Linked DNA regions of Zea mays: region 1 is linked to region 2. A link is a contact called in public Hi-C data. All regions are on one chromosome and are shown on one strand. The core of a region is the stretch at or near the end of the contact, and the rest is flanking DNA. Distances in the headings are between cores, read along the strand shown.

The links. Hi-C and Micro-C count contacts between places; a contact is called where the count stands out from the background.
Region 1: a Hi-C map of tassel shows a contact between it and region 2, with 3 times the contacts expected there. The contact joins the promoter of LOC100281148 here to the promoter of LOC103649922 in region 2. A contact is called at or near these places in 9 of 25 Hi-C or Micro-C datasets (bundle sheath, ear, endosperm and 2 more) and 1 of 3 datasets of contacts at active chromatin or transcription factors (seedling).

The regions. Positions count from the first base shown.
Region 1 is chr3:32,335,724-32,341,534 of Zm-B73-REFERENCE-NAM-5.0, reverse strand. LOC100281148 reads right to left here and starts at 2,087. Exons shown (of 3, transcript NM_001174200.2): 1 at 1,842-2,087; 2 at 1,574-1,726; 3 at 1,126-1,458. The coding sequence starts at 2,011. The coding sequence ends at 1,365. It overlaps LOC100273036, which reads right to left. Exons shown (of 7, transcript NM_001147485.2): 3 at 5,512-5,605; 4 at 5,349-5,420; 5 at 3,400-3,511; 6 at 3,005-3,147; 7 at 2,389-2,721. The coding sequence ends at 2,671.
Region 2 is chr3:32,205,947-32,211,728 of Zm-B73-REFERENCE-NAM-5.0, reverse strand. LOC103649922 reads left to right here and starts at 2,317. Exons shown (of 3, transcript XM_008675602.4): 1 at 2,317-2,846; 2 at 3,060-3,123; 3 at 3,237-3,821. The coding sequence starts at 2,659. The coding sequence ends at 3,515.

The sequences.
Region 1 (5,811 bases), core at 838-3,337, 130 kb before region 2:
GGGCGTTGCCACCCTAACTGTCGCCCCGACCAGCCCAGGCGTGGCTACTGCCGGCGACGGCCTGGCCACCTCCCGGGCAGCGGAAGCCGCAGCCCTAGCAACTTCACTCGCTGCTACTGACCTGGCCCCCTCAAACGTCGTCCCTAGCCTCTCCTGATAGAGGATGAGGCACGATCTTCCGTGAGGTATGATAACTTGATTGGGCGGAGATTTCGACTGATGATCCAAGGCTCCGAGCGAACGAATCCTCGCAATCACTACACCACGACCCCGTTGGTTATCACCCGTTACACATAAGTGACTTCGCCACGAAGGCTTATCCCTGCAAACGCAATCAAGAACACAAGCAAGAACAGATAGAACACAACCAAAACTGTGTTGATTACGAGTTGAGGTCTCACAAACCGATGAACGACGAAATGTTCGATGACAGATATGATCTAATCAAAACTCAAATCCTAATGTGGTGGTGTCTGCTATTAAAATAGAGGTTAGAGACGTGCGTGACACTTAGTCGCACCTCTAATGGGCTCAAGGTTATAAAAGTATAATTGTATTAAGAGTTTATTTGGGTTTTAACAAAATAATTGGTCAAAGTTATATTTTGAAGACATATCGCTGTACTAAAGGATAACTAATACGACACTGGAGCAGTTCGCAACAGGCAGGGTGGGAGGTGGCTCTGTCCAAAGTGGATCTAAACTCAAGCAGCAAGAACGTGTGCCAAATAGATAGTAGCAAGCGATAAGATTAACGATTTGGCCCTCTTTTTCTGTGCGAGACGAGCGACGGAGTGCTCACTAGCTCTTTGTTTTTTTCTGCTTTCTCTTTCTGCCACATAATTAAGACTATTGCTGACATGTACAAAACGAATAGCTAGCTAACTCAGTATTGTTGGGCATTGCTTGGAGCTAGTAATTCAGTACTGAAATTCATGCTTTGGTGGCCACAGGGCACAGGCTACAGCTAACCTAGTTCTGCGCTTACCTTTTTTTTGTAGGATAATATTGTGCAGTAGTTGAAATAAATCAACGCGGTCAATGTTTCAGGTAGAAATAATATTTTGTGGTAGTTGAAAGCTATCTGATATCCAGGCAAAATCTATTTTCTAGCCTTTGTATCGTAAAACACGGAATATCACCATCAGTACCATTTCATCTTGGTTTAAACTATACATACAGTCGCAGCTGACACAACCCAAGGCATGCCTATTATATACACACCCTTGGCTTTGCTTGGCTGCTGTTATTCTGTAAGCACGCTAGCTAGCTTCTCCAGCTCTCCGGGCTCTAACACGTAGATGTAAACCATCTGCTACACATACGTACATAGCGTGGTGGACAGAAATGGATGGATCAGGGTCTTCAGGCGTGCGCCAGCTCCTTGGAGACGCCGTCCTGGTACGGCGCCTCGCAGAACTCGCCGCCAAGGTCATCGCACGCCTCGCCCGGGAACACCCTGCAGTCCAGTGGATTCACCATGGCCACAGTTAGTTTGCTGCCTCGACGAATCACCAAGAACAGATGGTGCTAAAAGCTGGGTTATCCTATGCTAGTTGCTAGCTGCTGCTTACGTCTTTGGCTCGTCGTAGGACAGGTAGTCCCTGTCCACCCCGACCACACTCCTGCTCGCCGCCGCCGCCGCCGAGGCGGGCTTGGCCTCCGGGAACATGGGCCCGTTGCACGCGTCGCCACCAAGCAGGTCGCAGGCCTCCATCGGGAACACCCTGCAGCGTCACCAACATGCGTGTCAGTGTCACCGACCCAAATTCTAACCATACCATCCAGAACTTAGCTCTACACCGACTGGTTGTTTGTTGATCAAGGCCAGGGAACACGTACGAGACGCTTGAGCTGTAGTCGATCTGCGCGGCCTCGGTCGCGACGACGGCAGCTACACGGACGCTCCTCCTTGTGGCGGGGACACGGGCCACCACCCTGCTCCTCGCCGCCGGCCTGCCCTTGGCGGGCAGCACGGCCGAGAACCCGGCGGCAGTAGCGGCAGCCTGCATTTTTCTGATCTCAACTTCCTGTGTGTGATCAAAGTGTGGTGGCAGATTGGTCCAGTACGATCTGGAACGCTTATCTATTTTGTGTGGTGACCCCCTCCGTTATATACTGCAGGGCCAGGAGGGGTTCCCTGCTCTGGATAAGATTCTGGTATGTGGTACCCCTCTACCGGTGTTCTTGGACCAAGGAGAAGGGGGACCCGCTCACCCCTGTTGCCTGATATTTTGAACCCCTTGGAAAAGATATTTCCACCTTTGATCCTGATAGTTATCTTGCCTCAATTATTGTAAACAAAAGGGAGTGCTATTGCTAGCAAAAAGGATACTGCATTGCAAGAATACAACAGCCTCCAAGATATTTTCCCCTCAGTCTTCTGTTCACTCTGCCGACTTGTCTTGGAGAATTACTGGTGTGTACAGTGATTTTTTCCCCTGGAATAATTGCTGTATAGTGACGTGTACTTGCAAACAAACACGGCTCAAGTGACAGGTGACAGATGAAAAATTCCAGAATGACAAAAAAAAGGAACCTGAAACGTCAGCAGCAACAGGAAGTGCAATAAACTGAAGCATTACCATGACGAAAAGCATTAGATTGTTCAGACTCAGACACAAACTACAGAGTTTTCACACCAACTTAAAATCGAAACACAAGATTATTTCTAACTGCGAAGTGATGCCCGAGGCACCGCTGGCAATCCTAGCTCATCCTCCTGCACATCAGATAAGAAGCAAATAACCCTTATTACCACCTCAGCCAAGCAAACTTCTAGCCGAATAAAGTGGTAAAGCGTGTTTTTTTTAGGCAAACAAGCAAATTCTTGATGGCAAATGCAATGAAACATCAAAATAAATCTTGGTAAATTACATGGTGTGCTTTACTCAAACCAATACTACATCAGGTCAGAGATATTTTGAATTTAATGTTGGTTCGTTCCCAATGGGTAAAAAAAATCAGAACCACACTAAGTTAAGAATGTTGTGCAAATAAATCACCTGCAGCCCGCCTGCTGGGACCATTGCAGGGCGACTTGGTGCAGCAGGTAAGTTGAGGTCAGCATCAAAGTCAGAATCTGGTTGAAGATATGAGGGGACTGCAGCTGAGTCAAATTCCATATCAGACTCCAAAGCATCTAGCTCTGCAACGTCAAATGAAACAAATAATAAGAACAGTAAAGCGAGAATCATCTCCAAAAATTAGACGATAAATCACTAGCTAGATGGCAAGGAAGAAAATTTAGGCCATTTATAGAGTATAAATATATGTGAACAATTGGAGTTTTAGACCATTAGCAAATAACCATATTACCAAGTGATGTGCCAAAAACTATGGAAGACTTAAATCCAGAAATAGATGTCATATTGCAAAGATGAAATTGTGACTTCCATACCGCCCATCAGTTCTTCCTCGTCAACGTCATCAGGGATGTTGTAGCTTCTACCAAGAGTTTCTTGTATCTCATTGCTCACGTCCATCAGATCTGTCATTTCATCTTGCATATTCTATGAATAGCAGGAATGTGTAAGTACAACTCAAGATACTGAAAAAAAGGATGTAAGTCACAATAATCTGGGTGTACTTTTTTCTCTCTAACACATAGGAGAGTTGTGTATCATTATATTAAGAATGAAAAACGGGGCAAGAACCCTTATAAAACACACCCATCCGTGTGATTTTACAAGCTTCAACAATTGTACGTTTATTATATAGATACTAAATCGCCTAAAAAGCTTCAAAGAAAAGGTTGACTTTAAATTAAGGGTGATAGGCAATCTAATAATTTTTGTTCTGCCTTTGAGCAAAAGAAGAGTACAATAAAAATCTCAAAATGTGTGTCATTATATTAAGAATGAAAAACGGGGCAGGAACCCTTGCAAACAGACCATCTGGGTGATGTTACAGTCTGTACGTTTTTTATATAGATACTAAATCACCTAAAAAGCGTCAAAGAAACAGTTGACTGTAAACTTAAGGTTGATAGGCAACCTAATAAATTTTGTTCTGCCTTTGATCAAAAGAAGAGTATAAAAAAATCTCAAATGTGTATCATTATATTAAGAATGAAAAACAGGGCAAGAACCCTTGCAAACAGACCATCTGGGTGATGTTACAGGCTTCAACGACTGTACGTTTTTTTATATAGATACTAAATCACCTAAAAAGCTTCAAAGAAACAGTTGACTGTAAACTTAAGAGTGATAGGCAATCTAATAAATTCTGTTCTCTCAAAAAAAGAGAACAAAAGAATCTCAAAATTATTTTGTTTACATGGACACTGTCAGTCATCTGATCCTAAAATAACCAATTCATATCATTAACTCCAAGTATAGAAGGATCCTCGAGTTTGTTATAAATTATTATGTTACTAGCCAGTTGCCCGTACTTTTGCTACGGATCCTAAATATAACATATAAATAGGTATTGAGATATTTATTCAAATATAATTATTGTTTATTTTTAAACACTAAGGTATGTGTAGTCTGTTGGTTAGCCCTAAATTTCTAGAGTAGGGGGTGTGTGTTCAAATGCTCGTTTTGCACTATTTTTTTATATAATTATTGTTTACTTCTAAACACTAAGGTACGTGCGGTCTGGTGGTGGTTGTGCAGACGCTGGGGTCCATAGGGCAGTAGCTGAGAGCATGCTGAGCATGGGGCCAACAAGGCACGACGCCGAGGCAGGGGGCGTGTGGGGTGGGCCCAGTGTGTCAGCGCGGGGTGAAGTTGTGGTAGCACCAGGTACCCACATTCCGTTCTTAATAGTAGTAGAGACTCGATGTGCCCTGCATTATATGCTCAAACGAAGCTAAACAATAACCGCGTCCCCTTACCCCATCTAACCTTTTTCAGAAACTTCTGGCGATGAATCAGAAATGAACACAACAAAATCTTAAAGCGCTGGGAGCAATAGAAAGGACACCAACAGTATTGGTCCAGCATTTCCAAGAACTTTTGACAATCAATCTGAATTCAGAAACGGATATAATAACAAAATCTAAAAGTAGACGGGTATAGTTGCATAGGACAAACTCAAAAGCCTTTATATTTCAGGGCACATGTTACATGTAGTATATATGTTTATTCAGTTATTTGACGCTACGCCTGCAGGATGTGCCCCTATAAAGCTAGACAACATCCTTCCCCTTAATCAATCTAGCATTTTAGAAAACTTTAAACAATGAATCAGAAATGGATATGACAAAATCTGAAAGTGCTGAGAACAAAGAAGGAAAGCAACAGTGCTCATCTAGCAATATTGTGAAATTTTTCACAATGAATCAGAAATGGATAAATCAAAATCTGAAAGTAGTGGGAGCACAAGAATGGTAGCAACACATACATCAATTTCATCAATTTTGACAGTTTTCATCATTCCCTTGAGCTCCTTGTTTGCTGCCTTCATTGCATTCATCTATGAAAGAGGAAATAAAAAAACACTCCATATAGACATGGGCATTGTGAATATGAATGAACTTGCTCGATGAGAGATTTAAGGGCATTACAGTCTGCTGAGCATCCTTGAGGCCATCGGCAGCAAAGCCAACTTGGTCGAGATTGTAGGTTTGGTTGTACAACATGTTGCGTTGCTCCTCGTACCTGAGAGGCAAATGAGCAACCTCGAACTGGTATAGTATTCATGGAATAATGGCTGCCTGCTGCCACTATTTCCGGTGACATGACAACTAGCATGATAATAAGAATTGGGAACAGGCAAATAACAAAAGTGAAAGTTGAAATTGAAGAGGGCCGTGTTAGACAGTATATTCTCAGGATAGCATCTTAGTTATTTTGCCTCTGTAATC
Region 2 (5,782 bases), core at 1,068-3,567:
AAACATGGACGTAGACATTGAGTTTATATTATTACCCACCAATGCCATCATTACACAGAAAAACGTTTCATTTCTATTCCTATTCTCCATCACGCCACTGCATGAGTTCTTATGAGGTTGAGCGCACAACCATCGGCTCCATCTTCTCGATGGCACATACGAAGGTTAGTTAGCCGCAGTGGCGAATCCAGGAATGGAGCAAAGGAGGGGACTACAAAGATAAAGCATGTTTAGCGGGCTGTTGAAGGTCGGCCTCGAGCGAGACGTGACTGCGTCTCCCGCCCGAGGTCGGCCTCACGCGAGTCACGATAGCGACATCGTGGCGCGGCCGGACCGACACGCGCTGCTGCCATTGCCCGACAGGGTCGTCGTGTTGGGATCCAGGTTCTGAGAGGTATACTACCGGGACACCTATTGGGTCATCAGGTACCTCTTCTACCGCGTACCGGGACAACGGGCCACCAAATGTGGATCCGACCTGACCTAGGCGGCATGGTGGCGGGGAAGCGAGGTCCCCTGGGGGAGCAGGGTTCTCGGGGGGTGGGGTTGGGGGCAGACGACACGGAGGCGGAGGTCGCGGGAGGGGAACGAGGTTGCCGGGGGGCACGAAGTGGGGTTCTCGGGAGGAATGACGACGCAGAGGCGAAGGTCATGGGGGTGGGGGCACGTGCGCAGTCGAGCGCGAAGGGGAGGCGGTGGCATGGTAGATGGTCGTACAGACATAGGGTGGGGGAGACGATCGTACGGTCAAGAGGCGTGGGACGTAGTTATGGTATCGTTAGGCGTCATATTATGTTCTTAATAGATTAAGTATAGAAAGATGTGCTCCGGTAAAATTTATATTTGATTTGAAGGGCACGAGAGACCTACCTGTCTATTCGAGTTATTTGGAACCGTGATATCGCCAACACCGGGCTTCTGAAAATTAGTATCCCGAACAGAGCAATTGGAATTGTAGTATTATAATCCGTTGAACTTCGGAATTGTAGTATCAGAGTCGGTTTTAGCCCAGTAATCCTTATTGTTAAGACAGTCCGTTTCTTGCAACGGATCCACGGGCGCAAAATTTCCAGAGCGCGAGAATTCTCCACGACCGTGCAGGAGCGGCGGCGGCGCTCGACGTGTGGACGTCCGAGCCGGCGGCCGTGCAGGAGCGACAGCTTCTCGTTGTCGTCCGCCACCGCTACCGCGGCTCCCTCCGTCCCGTCCGGCAAAACATCCAAGTCGGAGGCCGTGTCCTAGCTCCTGGCGCACGTGAAGCTCCTGCTCCGGCGCCGCGCGGCTGCCATGGCGGCGCTGGATGCCGGCCTCCCTGCCGAGGCCGTGCGCCATTTCACCAAGATCCTGGAGGCGCGGCGCGGCGTGCTGCCGCACCCGTTCGCCGCCGCGTTCCAGGCCGGTGGCCGTCCGGCCGACGCCATCGCGGACTGCAACCGCTCGCTGGCTCTGGACCCTGCCTACATCCCGACGCTCCATGCCCGCGCCGACCTCCTCCAGTCCGTGGGCGCGGTCGCCGACTACCTCCGTGACCTCGACCACCTGAAGCTCCTGCAGGGCGGCGTGCGGTACTGAAAGAGCTAAATGTGCACCATGAGAAATCTGAAAGAGCTAAATGTGCTCGAATGCTCATCGCTTCAGAGGATGCCCAGCGGCCTTAGATTACTGACTAAGATCGAAGCATTGCCAAGGTATATTGCAACGAAAAAAATAGTAAAGTCGTCTTGGAGCTCCAGGGTCTGGAGAACATGAGAACACTAGGCGTGGATAATGTCGACAGAATCTCTAAGAAGGATGCCGAGAAGATGCAGCTTCAGAGGATGCACAAGCTCGAGCATCTGGCACCGCGTTGCAACACGGATGGTAAATGTACTAGCACTTCAAGAGAGGTGGTGGAAGACATATTCGACCACCTAAACTCTCGCGCTCTGGAGATTTTGCGCCCGTGGATCCGTTGCAAGAAACGGACTGCCGTAACAATAAGGATTACTGGGCTAAAACTGACTCAGATACTACAATTCTGAAGTTCAACAGATTATAATACTACAATTCCAATTGCTCTGTTCGGGATACTAATTTTCAGAAGCCCGGTGTTGGTGATATCACGGTTCCAAATAACTCTGTCTATTCGATTGATGCAGGTTTTTTTTTTCTCTTCCGGAGATCCTATGCCATATTTCTCAGTGGAACACTTACCTTTGATGTCGAGATCGTGTGAATTATCGCCACCTCTCACGCTGCTGCCTCAAGATCTGCTTGTGGATTAGGTTATCTGTGTACAGCTGGAGAACTTCAGCCCTCACGGAAAAGAAAAATGGCTGGAATGGAAAGAAACACGAGAATGCGTTCCGTTTGCCGTGTAGAAAGGCGGCGCCTCTTTTGGCACCCAGCTGAGCATTGCATTTCCTTCCTCCTTTTCCCAGTCGGAGGAATGCAATGCCGTAAACGAAAGTTTCCCATCCTTGTGTTTTGGGGGGTGGGCCATCGCGGTGTTGATAAGAAAAAGGCGGACTCCTTGTACCAGTTTGGTTTTGTTTTGTACGCGCATTGGTTCCTGGCTTGCTCAATAAATTGCAACCACTTCCTTCCGAATTCCGATCTAGCGGACTACCAGTTCCTCCCGATCTTGGGTTTGAGGAGGCCCCGAGCCGAGCGTCAGGCATGGAGCACTGCTATTTGAGGCAGCCGATCTCGAGGGCCGAGGCAGTGCCCGAGAGGAGGTCCAGGTTGTGGCAGATGGACGCGCTGCCGCTGCCGCCCCGGGCGGAGGTCCTCTGCCCCCAGCCTCGCCGCGCCGCCCGGATCCCCTTCGCCGTTTCAGTAAACAAGGCCATCCCCAGGTCGAATTGGTTAGTTCTTGGATTACCTTTATCACGTTTTCTGTCCGGCAATCCTGATGGTGCCAAGATTGCAAATAATTGCTGCAACCTGCAACGCCCTGGTGCATGCGCATCTAACTATTTTGTCCAGAATGGATGTGTTCAATGATAAAGATTACTAGTCTGGTAGTACTACTAATCACGACCCTCTTTGCTGAACCTCTTTACTCCCCGCATCTGCAGTGCGCTTCCGCCGTACAGACCAGCCTCCGCCTGCGACATACTCGATGATCTTATCCTCAGCAAGGTATTTGTCGGAAAAAGATCGCTCATTGATTGGATACAAGCAGCGCAAAAAAAAAAAAACTCCCATGGATGATGATTAAATCTTGATAACCGGCTTCATGTTTTTTTTTTCAGAATGACTTCTCAGATGGAGCAGATTCGAGCAGCGGCCAGGCGGGTTTTTTATGCGGCTCGCCTCCAGTGCGCGCTAACAACCCTGTCGTCCATGACCCGCAGTTCGGTAAAAGAGCGCTGCCATCCATGTCTCCCCTAGGGAGCAGCTCCCACGTCAAGCTTAAGGTTGAGGCAGGCTCGCCATCCTGCGGCGTTAGCAGCAGCCCGAAAGTGAGGATCGAAGGCTTTGCCTGTGGCAACTCGGAGACCCACTACGCAGTTACGCCGCTCCTTGTGTGAATCGAATCGCCGTGGTGGCGTAGCCTGATCAGAGTCGCGTTTTTTGCCCTTCTGAATCTGCTGCCATCTGAAGCTTCACAATTGCATTGAGCAGTATGATTTATGTGTGTCTAGTAAATGTAGCTGGAGTTGCATGGATAATGAAGGAGGAGCCTGTGAATAGAGCGTTTTTACTTTTTTTTTGGTATTCGGGAAGTAAGATGCAGCATCGAGTTTTCAGTTATTATGGATGCATCTTTGTTTTGTCATACGAAGGAAACTATATATGTAGCTTTGATTTTTTTTCCTAGATATATTCATGCTGTAGCCAAATCATCCGGGCAGGTCAAAATTCTGGAGCTTCAATAGTCTTCTCTCTCTCTCTATTCTGGGGAACAAATAACGCTACTGGTTTGTGGAGAAACTGACTGATGATGGCTTGATGAGGTGACTAAGGGTCTGTTTGATTCGTAGTTAGCTACGTCACATTCAAATTAAAAAACTAAACTTAAGAAGAAGTTAGATAAAATAGAACAAATTATGTAGCAAACCAAACAGACTCTAAATGGCTACCTGTGCCACATTCGAATTAAAAAACTAACCTTAAACAAAAGTTAGATAAAATAGAACAAATTAGGTAGCAAACCAAACCGGCTCTAAGTCCCTTTTTGATAGGGCTTGTTTAAAGGCTTCTCCAACGACTTTTTGATAAAATCTACCAAATGGGAGGCTCTTTGACGGGCAATTTCTAGAAAAGGAGGAACTCTTCCAAAAAAACCAGCAGGAGCCGAGAACCAAAAAAGAGCTACTTCTCTCTCATGTTTTTTTCTTTTCGTCGACGATATATCATAGGACAAGTTGCATGAAGAGCTATATCAACAAAACATGGTTTTCTTTTTAGAATTCTTTCTGAAAATAAGGAAATAGCTATTTTTGGAGGAGTCATGGTTGAAGCTGGCAGAGAAAGAGCCCTACCAAACGGGCATAAGGAACGATGATGTTTAAGGGGTTCAACACGAACACGGTCAAACTGAGGCCACTGCATCTTTTATTTAGGTCCTGTTTGGGAGAGCTTTACTTCAAGAATTTCAAGTCTATTTCAGCTTCTTCTATCTAAACAAGTCCAACTCCACAAGCTCTAGTTAAAAAACTGAAACTAGATACCATTTCATAAAATTTTTGAAGCTCCTCGAAGGGTGCTTGAAAAACACTATTTTCATACCTCATTGTGAAGTTGCACAAAAATTACTCACCATGTCATTGGTTATATGACCTACTGATTAATGTCTCTTTCTCCACCCACTAAGTATAAGGGTAATCAAGGAAACCACACAAATTAATTGTATTATAGAAACTTAAGTCTATGTGCAAGTCAAACACTCTGAATCCCCATGTGTTTGCCTTCCGAGCTGTTCCCATTCTTATGAGCAGGTGCATTTTTTGACATATTTAAATCGGGAAGTATGGAGTTTGCTCCTGGTTGTAGTATTTTTCTTTGACATATTTGAGCTACAATGAAGAAGTTGGACAGGAAATTACACTTTAAACAAACAATAAAACAAAATGATTTTTTTTTAGATTAGCGGGAAGAAATAATATTAGAGAGTTATAAAGCAAACTTCCTTTTGTCAAAGTACAAAATAGTAAAACAGAGGTTGTTACTTGACAAATGACAACTATATGTAGAGAAGCAGGAGCAAATGGCTGTGTGTTCTTCGGTCAATGAAGTAAACTGTATAAAAACATACCAGTCTTATTCATGTAAGCTTTCGTGCCCCAAAGTCCACCAGTCTTATTTCTAGCCTTTTTAGCATCAATTATTGTCTTCATGAAAGAATGTGTTGACGGTTTAGGGTTTTGAAGGATACCACCACCTTACTGATTCCCACCTCGCTGCACTTGCACTATTTTTGGCTAGCAGGTTGAATACGGTGTGCTGAATTCAGAATACCTGGACTTCTAGTGGATTCTTAATCATGTGTTCTTGGTCGTTTTTTTATCCCTGTCCCCAACGAATCTCTCCTATATCCTAGTTTGGAATGCGCGGGGCCTAAACAATAAGGCCAGACGGGATTGTGTAAGGCGTTAAACGGCGTTTCCTCAAACAGTACCATCTCAGTATATGGCAAGATGTCTAAAAAACCACGTGATCACATCGAGTTGATTTCAGCCTATGTTAGTGCTTTTGGTTCGGCCTATGTTAGTGCTTTTGGTTCGCTCAAGCTCCACCAAAAGACAGGGGGACATATATTGAGCACCAAAATGACGAGCAGATGGTCCGACCCTAA